Regions from separate parts of the Mus musculus genome. Here region 2 is linked to region 1. The links are chromatin contacts, called in public HiChIP or PLAC-seq maps. All regions are on one chromosome and are shown on one strand. Each heading gives the region's core, a stretch centred on a gene start, on an enhancer-like site or on the middle of the called end of the contact. The rest is flanking DNA. Distances are from core to core; before and after follow the strand shown. Region 1 has its middle 36 kb from the start of 1700007L15Rik. Region 2 overlaps Zfp148 (zinc finger protein 148).

Region 1 (4,855 bases), core at 1,108-3,607:
CAGATATCCTTCCTTGCCCTCTTCCAAATTCAGTCTCTATTGTTATTGAGTACATAACATATCTACATCTAAATAAGACCTGGTCAGTTTATATAATATTTCTTGTATGCCTGTTGTCTTAGGGCTTTTCTATTGCTTTGACAAACACCATGACCAAAACACACGTTGGGGAGGAAAGGGTTTATATGGCTTACACTTCCACATCATTAAAGGAAGTCAGAAACTGAAACAGAGCAGGCATATGGAGGCCAGAGCTGATGCAGAAGCCCATGAGGGGTGCTGCTTACTGGCTTGCTTTTCGTGGCTTGCTCAGGTACTTTCCTAGAGAACCCAGGACCACCAGCCCAGGGTTGGCCCCACCACAATGGGCTGGGCCCTTCCCTATCATCCACTAATGTAGAACCCACTGTGAAGGCTTGCCTCCATCTTTTATGGAGGCATTGTCTCTTGGCGGTTCCCTCCTCCCTGATGACTCTGGCTTGTGTCAAGTTGACATGAAACTAGCCAGGACACACGTTTTCAGGGCTGGCCTTTTGGTACTGGGTAATTCACTGGTGTGCTTTTCTACTGGGGAACATTTTCTCTCCTGATGTCAGCATTCCTTAGTTGTCTGTTTCTTTGTGTAGGGTCAAGACCTTGTGGGCTTCCCCACCCCACCCCACCCCCACCCCTGTTCACTTTGCAATGTCTATTGGTGTCTTCCTTGTCTAGCTCATGACGAGGTGGTCGTATTAGTGAGACTTTATGGGTAGAGATTCTGTCATTTTTAGGAGACACAATATCACAGCAAACTCCCTGGGTTTCTGGCTCTCACAACCTTTCTGCTCTGTCATTCTCTGAGCCTTAGGTGTTAGAGTGTTGTCCACTGGGACTGAGATCCACAACTCTGCATTTGGGGTTGTGGCTTTCTGTAGTGGTCCCCATTTGTTGGAAAGGGAAGTTTACTTAATAAATGTTACTTTTTATTTTAAAATCAGACAGCAATTTTAATTCTAGATGGCAAATTGAATGATTTTTTTTTTCCCCTTCAAGACAGGATTTCTCTGTGTAGCCTTGGCTGACCTGGAACTCAAGTTGTAGACCAGGCAGTCCTCAGACTCAACAGAGATCCACCTGTTTCTGCCTCTGTTTTTTGTTTGTTTGTTTTTCAAGACAGGGTTTCTCTGTATAGCCCTGGCTGTCCTGAAACTCACTCTGTAGACCAGGCTGGCCTCGAACTCAGAAATCCACCTGCCTCTGCCTCCCAAGTGCTGGGATTAAAGGCATGCGCCACCACTGCCCGGCAAAAGATTTATTTATTATTATATGTAAGTACACTGAAGCTGTCTTCAGACACAGCAGAAGAGGGTGTCAGATCTCATTACAGATGGTTGTGAGCCACTGTGTAGTTGCTGGGATTTGAACTCAGGACATTCAGGAGAGCAGTCAATGCTCCTAACCACTGAGCAACCTCTCCAGCCCCCTGCCTCTGCCCCCTGAGTTCCTGGATTAAAGGCACATGTCACCACCACTACTGTGGCATTTTAGTGGGGACTGTGTTGTGCACAGGCCTGAGTCTGCCTTATATGGGTTCCAGGGATCGAACTCGGCTTGTCTGCCTTCCAGGCAGGCGTGTTTACCCACTGATCTGTCTCAGCAGCTCCATCTTACCTTTTAGACAGGGTCTCTCAGCTGAGTCTGGACATCAATGGATTAGGTAGATTGGCTGTCCAGAAAGCCCCACAGATCTTCTCTCCACTTCCTCAGGACTGGGATTACAGGCTGTGGTGTCTGGACTTCACAAGAGTGTTGACTCAGGTTCTCATGCTCCTTACTGAGCTGTCTGTCACCTCAGCCCCGCCCCCTTCCTGAGACACTGCTTCACATAGCCCAGGATTCCTGATTCCTTTAACTTCCCTAGTGCTGGGATTACAGGCATGTGCCACAGAGCCTGGCTCAGTTTTGAGACATGTAGTCAGCTTGACTGGCCTTGAACTTCTGGCCCACTGATCTTAGCCTTCCTATTGCAGAGACTACAAGATCAGAGTGTGCCCGGCTCGCTCATGTTATGTTGTTAAGTTGCATTCTCCCTAATGTCTAGAAATGTGAAGCTACTTGGTTTTGGTTTCGTTTTATAAAACACAGACCATTTTGAGTGCTTTAAAATCTTACAGAGAAACAAACAAACAAACAAACAAACAAACAATTCCAGTAAGTAGACAGTTACACACATGTTCACATTGACAATAATGACATTTCCTCTGCCCTGTTCTCTCCTTTCCAGAGGAGCTGCATCCCCGCCTCCCAGAAGGAGAGAGGCGGCAGGCTTTGTATGCTCTCAACCCGGGCTGCAGCCAATCTGCGTCATCCTCGCTGTGTAATTAGAGGCTGGAGGTGCCCACGTGTCTCATTTTTAGGATCCTGTGGGCTACATTTGGCCCAGATTGGGTTATACTTTAGGCACTTCACTGCGGATACGTCTGTGTCTTCTTCGCCACTCAGTGCTCCATGCCTCAGAAGATGCTTCAAAGGGCAAATGAATGCAGGCTGTGTGCAGAGTCCCATTCTCTGAGGACAGTGGGATGCAGAGGCCTCTGTCAGGAGCATTTTCTAAAGCAGGGAAGCAGAGAGACAATCCCCAGCCCTTGATGGCTCCCAGCCTCAGACTCCAGCTGCTGCGCTTACTAAAACTGGCCCTGTGCAAAAATCTGGTTTGTTTTACAAGTGGGCACTGGCCCTGCTCATACTGTCCCCTTTCCCCTCATCTAGAATAGAATTTGTCACCACCAACTGCTGTTCCTCCCCATCCCGGTTATGGTGGTCCCCCCACCCCAATACAGAATGCCCATTCCATTTGCATTTATTGTGTGTGTGCTGGTGCTGATCTTACACTTCACAACAGAACTAGATTCCCAACCTCAGTGTAATATCTGAGTGCAGTATCTCATGCAGAGCATGACTTCATCCACAGTAGCACTCGGGGGCCAGGTTCTCTTTATTCACAAAGTTCAGCCTTTCCTTTGGGGGCAGACAAGAGCCTACCTGACATCTTGTAGACCTAGGCTTGCTTGCTTTCAGGGACACAGGGGCTAGCTACCTACTACTGCTGTGTCTGCTATGAGGCTTTAGCAGCCTATAAAGGGCAATGACCCCTTAGAGTGTCTACCTTTCAGGAATGCACGATAGAAAACCAAAAACGTTAAGTTACGCGGAGAGGCAGGTGCAAGACTGATCACGTGGTATGGCCAGGGAAGGAAATGAGCTCATCTTTATCTTGAGACCACATCAATTCATTTCTAGGAGCCGCTCAACACAAACTCATTGCTGAAGTCTAATACTTCTAAGTCATTGCCCTGGCTAGTGGCTAGCGGCTAACAACCCTGCTGAGGTAGCTCCCTCACAGGTAAGGGTGTTAACAACAATGAGCCCTCAGCCCTTCTCCCCATAGTTCATAGCAAAGAAAAGTAGAGTATAAGTTAGTAGAGCAAGCAGCATATTTAGTGAACACCTCCTGGGAGCCTGGTCCCCTCTATTATTTCAAATATCTGAATTGAGGCTGAATTGAGTACTGGAGCCCAGTTGTAGAGCACTTGACTCTGCAGGTTTAATACCCAGAATGTGCATGTGCACACACAAACCTAACAGACCTGTAAATTGTTTGTTAAGAGACTTTGGACAGTTAAAGAATCTGCCTAGTTGGGCAGCTTGGAGTTGAGTTCAGATCAGTCTAATTCTGGGGTCAGAGGTCATCAGGGATCAGAGGTCACCTTGCTAACCCATAGAGGTTTCACACCACGCGATCATCCAGAAGAAAATAGACACTTAGGGGAAGACGGCTCAGCAGCATCTGGGAACCATCGTACTGGACCCAGCTCGCAGTCCAAAGGCAGAGCCCAGCAAACCCCAGAGCCCAGCAGGGCAGACACACAGTACAGTAAAGGGGGGCACGGGTGCCCTGGCTGACAGTTCAAAAAACAGATCCGGGCCTCCAGCAAAGGGTAGGAATAGAGCTGTTGTCCAAAGAGAACTGGTACAGGGGACAATGCAGCTGCCCCGTAATGTCCCGAAACTGAAGGAGGGGAGAGATGAGGAATCCAAGCATCCTTCTAGCCACTGAGGTAATGTCTGGGCCAGCCATGGCCAGAAACCGGGACCAGTGTCCTCAGGTGCAAACACCAAAAACAACAAAAGGGAATACTTCCCCTGGGGAGGGCAAAGGGGCAGGGGCTAGGAAGTGAGTGTGATCCAGGTGTATTATATGGAATTCCCAAATAATCAATAAAAATATTATGTTGGAAAAAAAAGAAAAAGAAACCCTTTCCCTGGACAAGCTCTGCTCTGAGAGCTGCAGATCCACTCACTCATTTATTTACAACAGTGCTTTGAGATGAATTCTCTTTGTTGGGTCTCGGATGTGGACAAGAGGCTGAGGTGCATACTTTACATACCAAAGCAGACCTGGCCTCTAGGGTCTCCCAGCATCCCTCAGTCCCTACCTGGCATTCCACACCCTCTACCTTAACCTTCCCAGCCCAGGGTCTGGGCTGTCCTTCCCCCAGAGGCTCTTCCATATATTTTCCAGATATCATTCATTTTGTTCTCTCTCTCTCTCTCTCCCCCCCCCATCCCTCTCTCCCCTTCCCCTTCCTCCTCCTCCTCTGCATGCTCTCTTTCTCAGCTCCCTCCCTCCCTATGGCAACTTCCCTGAATGGCACATTCTTTGGGCCAGTGAACGCCCCTAACCGAGAGCCATTTCCCAATAAACCTGACTTTATATATATATTAATCTGGCTTGGTTTGGCTCATTTTTACCCACAGAGAAAGAAATTATCATCCTTTTTAAGAGTATAATATTTGTATTAATTCTTTGAGAATG
Region 2 (5,181 bases), core at 2,128-4,627, 110 kb before region 1:
AAAATAGTAAAAACAGGTGCTGAAAAGATGGCTCAGCACTCAAGGACCTGAGTCTGGTTCTCAGCACCACAGGCTGGCTCACAGTTTCAGGTGAGCCAGTGCCCTCTTCTGACTTCCTCAGACACCAGGCTTGCACTTGATTCACATACATACACAAAATAAATCAACCTTAAAAAAAATAATAACTTACAGAATAGCACCAGTAAAACAGGGCAATAAAATATCTAGCGAAATAATAGCAGCACATGTTTTGAGCAGAGTCTGCAGAGCTGGCTCAGGCTAGGAACATTTGCTGCTCTTCCTGAGCACCTGGGTTCAGTTGTGAGTGGTCACAGCCACCTGTCACTCCTGTTCCAAGGGATCTAAAGTGTCTTCTGGTGGAGACAGACACTAGGCATGAACATGGTATATACACATAGACAAAATATATATACAATAAAAATAAATAAGTAAATAAAACCTAAAATCTTAAAACAGATTTCTCATATGTAAGCAGGGAGCACAAAGTAGCACAATCAACCATCACTACAATTTTGGAAGTTAATTTTTCATAAACCCTGAAGTGACTCTGACAAATGTTAATGTAAAGGGTAATAACAATAAAAACATCATATTAGTCATTGAGAAAAACAGTAAAATTAAAAAAAAATGTATGTGTGTGGAGGGGGGGGCAGGTATATTCCATAAAATGTGAAACACAAAATGTGAAACAAATGAGAAAGATGAATTTAGTATGCCCCCACGTGCATTCCAGCTCCAGTGTGGCTCTTGTGGTGGCTCCAGAAGGCCTGCATGACCCTCTGGGCTCTTTCTTAGGAGTGCAGCAGCCCAGTCACAGGCACTCAGTCAAAAACATAACCTGCACGACAGCTCTGGAAATCAAGAGTACACCCCTGATTCCAGAAACAGACAGCACCGATACACATATAGCATCGCCTTACAAAGGAAATGAAAAGAATACAACAACACAGCAATGTTCAGCAAAACGATCATTAATTATAACATGATCTTGCCAAGGTAATTTATTACACGGTTAATAAAAATGCTTAAACACTTTTTAGAGTTGAGGATATGGCTCAATGATATAATGCTTGTCTAGAATGAGTAAGGGCTTGTGTGTATGTGCATGTGTGAGTGTGTGTATGTGTGTGTGTGTGTGTGTGTGTGTGTGTGTGTGATCTCTAGCACTATAAAAACAAAACTATTATTAACTTTAAGTACAAAAATGGGTTAAGTACACTTTACAAGTTGAAAAATCAGGAAATTACATTTATACAAATCTACTAAATTTTGTAGACAGAAAGGGAATATATATATGGCAGAGAATCAAAAATATAACTCACTTATTTTATATAATAGAATCCCGTAGGCATATGTTCTGTATCCCTTAGACAGTAGCAAGGGGTGTCTAACAATGGGGAACGAGAGGAACAGGAGGATTTCCTAGTCTGCTGAAATGTTAGCAGTCTGCTCTTGCAAGCCAGTACTACTAGCTGCTCTTGCCACACTATCAAGTGTACAAGATAGATAATGATTATGATTTTAAATAAAAACTACAATTAAGTAGCCTCCAAAAAGATCCTGTTACTTAATTAGCAAGGTAGTGCATGCCTATAATCCTAGCAATCAGGAGATGGAGGTAGAAAGGCTTCAAGTTCAAGGTCAGCCTAACCTAGATCATAGCAAGAACTTGTCACAAAGAGGGAGGGAGGCATATATAATATACTTAAAGGGGGAACTGAAGACGTGGCTCAGAATGCAAAGCACTCGTCTAGCATGCATAAAACCCTTTATTCAGTCTCCAGGCCTGTATAAACTATGCACGGTGGCACACTCCTGTGCAATCCTAGCACTTAAGACACAGAGGCTGGAGAATCAAAAGCACAGTCATCCTTGGCTACACCTCAAGTTCAAGACGAGTTTCGGCTGGGACCTTGCTAATAAAGGATGAGGGAAAGGATGGCGTCTTTACTACACAAGGTAAAACATGGGGGAAATAACTATGAAGATGAATTCCCACTGCTTCATACTACACAACAGCAGGACACTGCCACTGCAAGGGAAAACACAAAAGAGGACAGTCTCAAACAGCACCAATCATGTGTCCATTCAGCCTCCCACTTCAGGTTCTTGATACAGCTGTGGTAAGATGAGGCCTCTGCCCTCAGGGAGCGTACAGTCTATTAAAGGTGTCTCTGATGAGCACCGTAAACTTTCATGAAACATCAACACTTGTATTAAAATATGAACAATAAGCAAGGATCATACATTATCTTGTTAGTTTATAAGTATAAGGGAGACATGGAAAGACGAAAATTCATTTTTAGGGAAAAAAAGGAAGGGGTAATACAGATGAGGTAGGGGAGGGAGGAGAGAGAGAGGGAGGGAGGGGTGGGGAAGAGAGAGAGATTGTAAGCTATGGCCCACCACATCCACACAGGTATGCATCTCTCTTCTCTACTTCCTCCTACAGAAGTGGGCACAGCACACCAACTACTGATCCACATTAAGACCTCTAGATCTGGATTAAGGTTGAAAGAGGTTCTGCCCACAGGATAACCCAACAGTTAAAATGAAAGGTTAGCGACCACACCTTAGCACAGTCTCTTACTTTTGCAGGAGAGCGTTGTTTCCGCTTCTTCTTTTTCTGTAAGTCTACTGGCTCTCTGACTTGTTTTTTGTCTCTCATCAGTTGCTCAGATACATCAGTAAAAGTAATTTCCTGCTTTACACTTATCTGTTTAAAAAAAACAAAGCTGATTTTAGAAATGCATAAAGTCCAATGTGTATTCTGCAGAAGTACAACTAACAAGATAACCTGAGAGTATTTTTTGGGATGCTAGGACATTGCCCATAGGACAGAGAGAATTAAGCCTGAGGATGGACTCCAAGAAAGTTCTGTATATTCATTCTATACTTCTTTAATTGTTTGAAATTAGCCAAAAAGCTTTGACTAGTAGTTAAGTCCTTGGCATCTGTTCTTTCTCCCTACACATGGAAACCAGATCAAACCAACCAGGATAAATTCCATTGTGGTGATGAGGGATGAATCAAATCAAAGCACAGGACAGTGAGCCAGATGCGAGAGAACTGTTCAGAGACAAACGGTGTGTATGCGGGATGGGGTAGTTGTCAGAATTGAAATGATATGGTAACATTTCCCTGTATCTCCAACACGGGGAGGCAGAAGGTGGGGGAGGGGATCATGAGGTTGAAGCCAATCCAGACTGCATACAAAAACCTTGTCTTAAAATCAGTAACAAAAACCAAGACACTTGTGTATGCCCTTCCAAGAGTAACTATAGCCAGGAAGTTAGGAGGAAATGAATCTTACACATGGTTACCTGACACTAATTTCCTTTCACTAGATTTCACACACATGATGCTTGTGACAATTGCGACTCCCAAGAGAATTTCCTCCATGTTCTTTGACTCTGCTCTATAGGGGCACTTCTACTTTTAGGTATAAACATCCTGCTCTGTTTTATATGCCTCTGACCTTAGATCCTGCCCCTTTCACATATACTATTTCATCACTAGCCAGGAAATCTATAAGGCTAGATTAGCTGATCCTCTAGTTTTCTCAAGGTTGAGAATATTCATATACAGGGGAGAATTGTAACAGGCACTTAGAAACTGCTTTTGTTTAAAAAACAAACAAACAAACAAACAAACAAACAAACAAACGAGCTGACTGTTCCCTTGGGCTTCAAGGTGACTAAATTTAGGATAAAAGCCCGGCTTTGCTACTTTGGTTATGTCTGTCTCCTTTACCTTGGGTTGCCTTCTTCCCTCTCCAGGAGTGTCTGTATAATCTATCTCATCTCCTGAATGGTTGATGGCATAGATAAATCATTGTCCTTGGCCTTTCCTCTGGCGTCACCTTGGATACCCAGAACAGCATATCCTCACAAGGCAGAGTTCCCTGGAGCAGAAGCAACCCTATTCTGATAAACACCCATCCTGGTAAGCAAGAGACTTCTGCAAGATCTACCAGAGCTAAGACAACGTCCACCACCCATGTGACAGGACTGCTCACTCAGGGCTGCTAATTACCTCTTGCTGCTGCCCCACCCTGCAAACACCCCAATTCCTGTAAACCTAAACCTCTCTAAAAGCAAGGCTCAGCTTACTGGACCTGTGTGCGGGACAAAGTCTTTTGTAACCACCCACCTCAAAAGTGTACTCTTCTCTTTGCTGAACCTCCATAATGTTTTCAGAGTGACTGAACACATACACCACGTACACAAAATGCTAAAAATAATCAATAGGAGGTGGAAAAACAAAAACGGAGTATATGAAACTGAGAAACTTTGTTGAAGTAGAGAAAAAAATGATTAGTGGTGTCTTGGAAAGGGGTAAGACCTAAGAGCGAGCAGTGAGGTAAGCAGCATCGGTTCCCTTGCCACAAGCAATTAAGGGTCTAATACTAAGGCACAAGAAAGGCTAGGTTCCAGCAAAGCTCAATACAGTATTGGGAACTATATTTAGACATTTTGATGTCCTTTTTTTTTTTTTAAGATCAAGAAAACCACAAAATTCTAAAAACTGATCATATCAAGAGAAAATTCAATCAAATAATAGAAACAATATATTTTTCATTTATGTTCAATATAGTTTTCTTTTTTTTTTCACATTTCCTAGCCTTTTCAACAAATCACTACCAAAGGTATAATTATAAAGTTGTATAAGGCTTTACTTAAGACATAATGCTTACTATACAATAATTAGAGAAACAGAGTCCAGGATGCATTCAATGTCAACAACACTGTTATCCCATCTTCAAATCTGGGTTCCAGAGCTGCCTATCTTTAAAACACCGAGGTTCTAAGGACACTGATGATACAGTTAATTCTCATCGGACTGGGGGTCATCAGTCAACCTCCTCAGTGCAACCTTTTAAACTTATCATTAAATGAATACAAAAAATTCTGTAATTTTGTTAAAAATAACACCAGAGCCCCCTGAAAACCATCTAAGTAAACACAGAGTGCTAAAGATTTAAGTGCCCTGACAAGAACAAAGTGCCTCTAACTGCCTACCAGGCCAGTCAAACACTGGGCCTCAAGGAATTGCTGTTTCCCTAGGGAGGGGATGGCCAAAGCCCAAAGTGCCAGCCAAGGAAGGAACTGTCTCCTGGGAAGGGATTTCACACAGATTTCAACAAATTAACAGGCCACC

The links. HiChIP or PLAC-seq counts read pairs in DNA pulled down with a chosen protein or histone mark.
Region 2: an H3K27ac HiChIP or PLAC-seq map of regulatory T cells shows a contact between it and region 1, with 2.2 times the contacts expected there. The contact joins two enhancer-like sites. A contact is called at or near these places in 4 of 484 Hi-C or Micro-C datasets (Th2 cells, bone marrow-derived macrophages, liver and 1 more), 4 of 115 datasets of contacts at active chromatin or transcription factors (the SCID.adh cell line, effector CD8 T cells, embryonic stem cells and 1 more) and 1 of 9 other capture datasets (embryonic stem cells).

The regions. Positions count from the first base shown.
Region 1 is chr16:33,342,168-33,347,022 of GRCm38.p6, reverse strand. No RefSeq gene overlaps it. Among named protein-coding and RNA genes, the nearest start is that of 1700007L15Rik, 36 kb to the left of the region's middle. Within about 2 kb of position 2,357, at least 132 of the 459 cell types and tissues checked have an H3K27ac peak or open chromatin away from gene starts, as enhancers often do. A contact at or near this core is called in regulatory T cells, where this site is marked.
Region 2 is chr16:33,454,432-33,459,612 of GRCm38.p6, reverse strand. It overlaps Zfp148 (zinc finger protein 148), which reads right to left. Exons shown (of 9, transcript NM_011749.4): 5 at 2,612-2,737. Among named protein-coding and RNA genes, the nearest start is that of Slc12a8, 61 kb to the left of the region's middle. Within about 2 kb of position 3,377, at least 7 of the 459 cell types and tissues checked have an H3K27ac peak or open chromatin away from gene starts, as enhancers often do. A contact at or near this core is called in regulatory T cells, where this site is marked.